2 separate regions of the Rattus norvegicus genome follow, and region 2 is linked to region 1. The links are chromatin contacts, called in public Hi-C maps. All regions are on one chromosome and are shown on one strand. Each heading gives the region's core, a stretch centred on a gene start, on an enhancer-like site or on the middle of the called end of the contact. The rest is flanking DNA. Distances are from core to core; before and after follow the strand shown. Region 1 holds the start of Uba7 (ubiquitin-like modifier activating enzyme 7). Region 2 holds the start of Nicn1 (nicolin 1, tubulin polyglutamylase complex subunit).

Region 1 (2,765 bases), core at 61-2,560:
GGAAACCTCTACATCTTATCACCCACCTGAGAGATGTCCTGGATGGCAGCTGACGTGGGCTCCACCTCTGTAGGGTCCACAACAGTGAAGTCCTCACCAAAATCACAGAATAACCGCCTAGTATGGTTGGCAGAAGTTACTGAGGAAGCTCATCAGTTGTGAGTAGGGGACACTAGGACAGGCCCAGAGGGAAAGAAATTATAGAAAAGACGTGGAGATTTTGATTTGGGCATGTAGGGTGTACTAGAGCAGATCTGCATACCGAGGTGGAGAAACAAGGGTGAGATTGTAGTCTAGAATTAAGAGGATCCTTGGCTAGGCTTGAGGATGAGTGGGTAAGGATAGGGCCAAGCTTAGGGCTGGGCAAAGCATTGGGAACAATTGTTGGCAGTGACGTGGTGGGGTATATAGGGAGTCTCCTTACCCCACAAGGCCCCGGGTTTCAGCCATGAGGAAGTAGACTCTATTCTTATGGCACAAGGCTCCCATATTCAGCTGGTCCTCTAGCTTGGAGTCAGTCAGCACCACTACCTAGATGGACGCCATGATCAGCAGGCTCAGAATCACTTTCTCTGCCATTAAGGACAGTAGGGAGGTACTAGGCTAGCATGCAAAATGGCACTGGGGTAAGCACCTGAAAACCCCGCACTAGGTCCTCAGTGATGTCGCCTCTGTGGACGGAGATCTGGACAGCTTCATTAAGCTGGGCCAATTGTGGTTGAGAGGCCTCAGCCCTGCTCCTTCCCAAGCTCTCTTCTGAGAGGAAAAACTAAGAAAAGTTCAGTGCAGCTTAATCAAAGAGACTCCCCTTTGGCTCTGCTCTTGGAGGCATTATAGAGACCCCCAAGAACTCTTACCTGAGCAGCCAAGTCAGCCCAGCAGGTGGGATGGGGATCATGCAGGGTGAGGCTGCCCACACCCATAAGGACCAGGTTCTTGGCCACCTCAGCTCCCAGGCCCTGCAGGCCACACAGCAAGACTTTGGCTTCCCGGATCCTCTGCATAGCAGGCAAGCCCAGTACATACCTGTGGTTAAGAAGAAGGAGGGTGACAGCTGGGGACCAGAGGTCTGGAGGCCACCTGACTTTGTTATCCCACCTTGAGACTCACAGCTGCCTCGAGTACAGCTCTTCATCCATTCTCAGTCGTGGGCTGGAGAAGAAGCTGCAGTGCCCACAGAAGAGCAAGGGAAACAGGGCTTGGAGCTGCTGGGTGCTGCTGGTTACAGCTCTCTTTCTGGCTCCTCTGTAATTTCAGGAAACCAAAAGTGAAACTAGACAGAGTTGGTTCCTGGTCCTTCCAATGAATGAGGACAGATGCCAGCCCTCTGCAGGCCAAACGAGGTTTATCACCTGGAAAGGTCCAAGTGTTACATACAAGAGGCCAGTGAATCGCTGAGTCAGACCTGAGGAATGAGACGACACTCAGGGCAGCCACAAAATGGAGACGCATGTCTTATATGTGTATGTATGTATATATATACATACATACACATATAAGACATGCGTATATATATATATATATATTTTAAACTTTTGCTTTGAAATGATTGTAGGCTCACAATAAGTTGTGAAAATGACACGGGGGTGTTGCTGTATACTGTGTATTTGTGTATTATGTGTACATGAGTATTTGTGCGTGTTCTTCCATCAGCACATGTTAATTACACATAATAAAGTGCTTCATTATGGCACTTTCATGCGTGTACCTTTTGTCATATTCACCCATTAGCTTCTCTCTTTTTTTTTAAAGATATATTTATTTATCTTATATATATGAGTACACTGTAAATTCAGAAGAGGGCATTGGATCCCATTATAGATGGTTGTGAGCCACCTTGTGGTTGCTGGGATTTGAACTCAGGACCTCTGGAAGAGCAGTCAGTGCTCTAACCACTGAGCCATCTCTCCAGCCCCCCCCCCCCCCTTAGCTTCTCTATTCCCTCCCACTCTTGCTGTTCCTCTTGGTGACTCTGTGAGTTTCATATTGGTTTCAATCAGGAGGGTGGGCATGCGAGAGGTTATTTATGGAAGCCATGGGCACCTTCCCAGTGGCTACAGAACTAAAGACAATGTCTCGCCCTCCTGGAGCGGTGAGGCCTCCTGAGTCTCCACCCCTCCCACGACAGGATGCTCACAAGCCCAAATTTTGTTCAGATCTTGCACAGGTCACAGCTACTATGAGTCCAAGAGTACAGCAGCCATGTGTGGCCGGAAGACTGTGTTCTTCTAAGACTCCATCCTTCATCTCTCACGCTATTTCGTCTGGTTTTCCACGACATTGCGTTCCCTGAGCCTTGGACAGGGCTGATAGAGACACTTCTTTTAAGGCTAAACATTCAAGTCGTTTCTTCCCCACACTCTGACCAGTTATGAGTCTCTGCAGGCATCACCGCCCACTACAAAAAGAAGCTTCTTTGGTAACAGCTGACAGTGGCCCTGCTCTACGGTCATTAACGTGACTGTCAGAAGGCAATGAAATGGGTGTATCATGTTTATTTTGCAAAATATCTATTGCTCTCCCATGAGGGCCTCAGACCTACCCAACCACTGGTTTTTGATCAGGTTTATAATATCAGACATGAATTCCCTCCTGTAGAGTGGGCTCAGTTCCAACAGGAAAGTGGTTAGCTGTGACCACAACGGGCTCAATGGACTGGTGGCACTGGATGTGCGTCTTGCTATTGTTTGTTTCTTCAATACAAGGTTTCTCTGTGTAGCCCTGTAAACCAAGCTGGCCTCGAACTCAGACATGACCCTGCCTTT
Region 2 (2,700 bases), core at 110-2,609, 310 kb before region 1:
ACCACTCCCAAGAGTAGCTTCTTTGTAAAAAGTACCACAGTGAGAGAACCTGTCATTCAGCCTGGCAATAGTAGAGATTCTTCCCCACACACACACACACACCTCTCTCTCAGAATTAGCCAGCTTAGACCAGAATAAGAATAATAGTAGGATAGTGCACTGTAGGGGCATGGGGAGCCAGGAGGCTGGGTAGCCTACAGTATCGACTGCCATAACAGTAGTTTTCATCACTGGATGCACACCAGAGTCACCTATGGAGCTCAAAACGAAAGAAAACAAACAAAACACAGAGATCAGGATTTGGTTCCCAGCACCTACATGGCACTTTACAGTTCCAGGGGATTACTCCAGTTTCAGGGGATTCAGAACCTTCTTCCGGCCTCTACTTCTACTGGGCATGCACAAGGTATATAAGCATACATGCAAACGCAACACACATAAATTTAAAATAAACCTTCCAAAATAAAATTATTAAATAAGTAAATAAAAATATAGATGTCAAAGATCCACCTCAAACACACTAACTCGGATTTTCCAAGGTCAGATGAATTAACTAGGTCTCCCCAGTCCATGGTAAGCAACATCTTGGGAGAGAATGACATATTGTAACACAAAGCATATAGGGCCAAGAAGGTGGGTGAAGAAAGAATCCTACTCATTAGAGGTAGGCTTTGTCTGTGCTGAGGTCATGCAAGGCCCTGGCACTGTCAGCTGAGATGGAAGCGCAACTAGGGATTGGAAACAAGTCACTAGGAGGACCTAGATGAAGGCTAGGTTGCACCTGACCTGTAGCAGGAGCCATCAGAATGGGTACGTTTGCATCATTAATGATCCCAGCTATGGCCAAAATCAAATATCCTCTCACTTGTACTGAGGTTCAAATTATATTTCCAGTAACATCCTGGACACCGGGTAGAGACGCTGAAGAGGATAGAACGGAAAACACTAGTCTATTTAATAAAATCTATTAATAAAGACTGTAAATGCTTCTAAATAGGGCCAATTCGCAAAAGCAAGAGGCACGTTAGAGGCAGTGTAAACGCCTAGGAAACGCCCAAGTTACTAGGTATTCCCCGCCCAGAAGCCTTGACCGCATCTATGTGGGGCGGGGGCGGGGGTGGGGGTGGGTGGGGGGTGGTAGGGATTGCTCACCTCGAAAGGCGCGACGTTGGGAAAAGTGACATCGACGACTAGCACGCCAGGCCGACCTTGGGAGGTCCTCATGTCGCCCACTTGCAGGGCGACAGTGCTTTTCACATGACAGGGCACCACTACACGGGACATGATTTGGGAGGCTACAATCAAGCGAAATCACCGCTAACAGTCTCCATCCAACCACTAGCCCTTATTGGCGTCGCCTATCAACCAAGAGAACTACAACTCCCAGGCGACATAACGCTTGTAACAGTCTAGCCAATCCCGATGGTCAGGGCAGGTCGAGAGTCGGAAATACCAGCGGAAGTTCTTCTTCAACCAATCACACGTCTGTAAGCCCCTCCCAGGCTGCTCTGGGCAACCGTCGAGCCGTTCTTTATCAAAGAGATCCAGAATGCTTTGGGCTGGCTTAAACCTTCCTTAAATTCGGCTACTTTATTAGGTTAAAATGTATAAAACAATTAGGCGGTTGATGGCGCTTGCTTTTAGTCCCGCATTTGGGAGGCAGAGGTAGGCGGGATTCTGACTTCGAGGCCAGCCTGGTCTACAGAGAGAGTTTCAGGACAGCCAAGGTTGTTACACAAAGAAACTGTCTCTCCGTAGCATACACAAAATCCATCTGGGTACAGCTATCTGCAATTCCAGACCTAAGGAATTTGTCACCCACTTCTGGCCTTGGAACAATTGTTTCTTTGGTTCTTTTTTTTTTTTTTCCTTCGGAGCTGGGGACCGAACCCAGGGCCTTGCGCTTCCTAGGCAAGCGCTCTACCACTGAGCTAAATCCCCAACCCCCAATTGTTTCTTAAAAATACAAACAAGATAAGGTATGTTGGTGCAAGCCTTTAATCCCAACATTGAGGAGGCAGAGTCAGAAGCAGGTAAATAAATCACTGGGTGTTTGAGACCAATCTGAGCTACAGAAAGAGGTCCAAATCAGGGGCTGGGGATTTAGCTCAGTGGTAGAGCGCTTACCTGGGAAGCGCAAGGCCCTGGGTTCGGTCCCCAGCTTCGAAAAAAAAGAACCAAAAAAAAAAAAAAGTTCCAAATCAGTCCTGTCTCAAAAAGGGGGAAAAAAAAAAAAAGTGGAGGCACAAGGTGCGTTGATTCACTCCTGTAACCCCAGCTAAATCTAGTCCAAAAAATAAAAGGCCAGGCATTAGTGACGCTTTAGTTAACCCAGCACTTGGAAGGTAGAAGCAGAATCTAGAAGATCGGACGTTCAAGGCTGGTCTTCAGTAGGTTTCAGGCTAGGTAGCAGATTTCAGGCTAGCTTAGGCTATGTGAGGCTAAAAAAGGAAGAAAGCATAACAGCCCAATTAAATTGGTTGACTGGGGAGGAGGCAAATACTCGGTTTGGGATTTGTTTATCTTTTTTTCCAGACAAGATGTCACTACAGATGTAAATGAGGCTGCTCCCAAATTCACAGAGATCCACCTGCCTCTGCCTCCTTCATTCTGGGATTAAAGGTGTGTGTCACCACGCCAACCTACCCAGTTTTCTTTTTACGTTTTATATTGAGGCATTTGGGAAGATTAACAGATCTG

What was found. A called contact is a pair of places that touch in the nucleus more often than the background predicts.
Region 2: a Hi-C map of hepatocytes shows a contact between it and region 1, with 1.7 times the contacts expected there. The contact joins the promoter of Nicn1 here to the promoter of Uba7 in region 1. A contact is called at or near these places in 2 of 12 Hi-C or Micro-C datasets (Schwann cells and hepatocytes).

The regions. Positions count from the first base shown.
Region 1 is chr8:117,542,447-117,545,211 of GRCr8, reverse strand. It overlaps Uba7 (ubiquitin-like modifier activating enzyme 7), which reads right to left and starts at 1,310. Exons shown (of 24, transcript NM_001393920.1): 1 at 1,111-1,310; 2 at 858-1,026; 3 at 635-769; 4 at 425-531; 5 at 27-117. The coding sequence starts at 1,139.
Region 2 is chr8:117,853,697-117,856,396 of GRCr8, reverse strand. Nicn1 (nicolin 1, tubulin polyglutamylase complex subunit) reads right to left here and starts at 1,359. Exons shown (of 6, transcript NM_001034999.1): 1 at 1,153-1,359. The coding sequence starts at 1,284.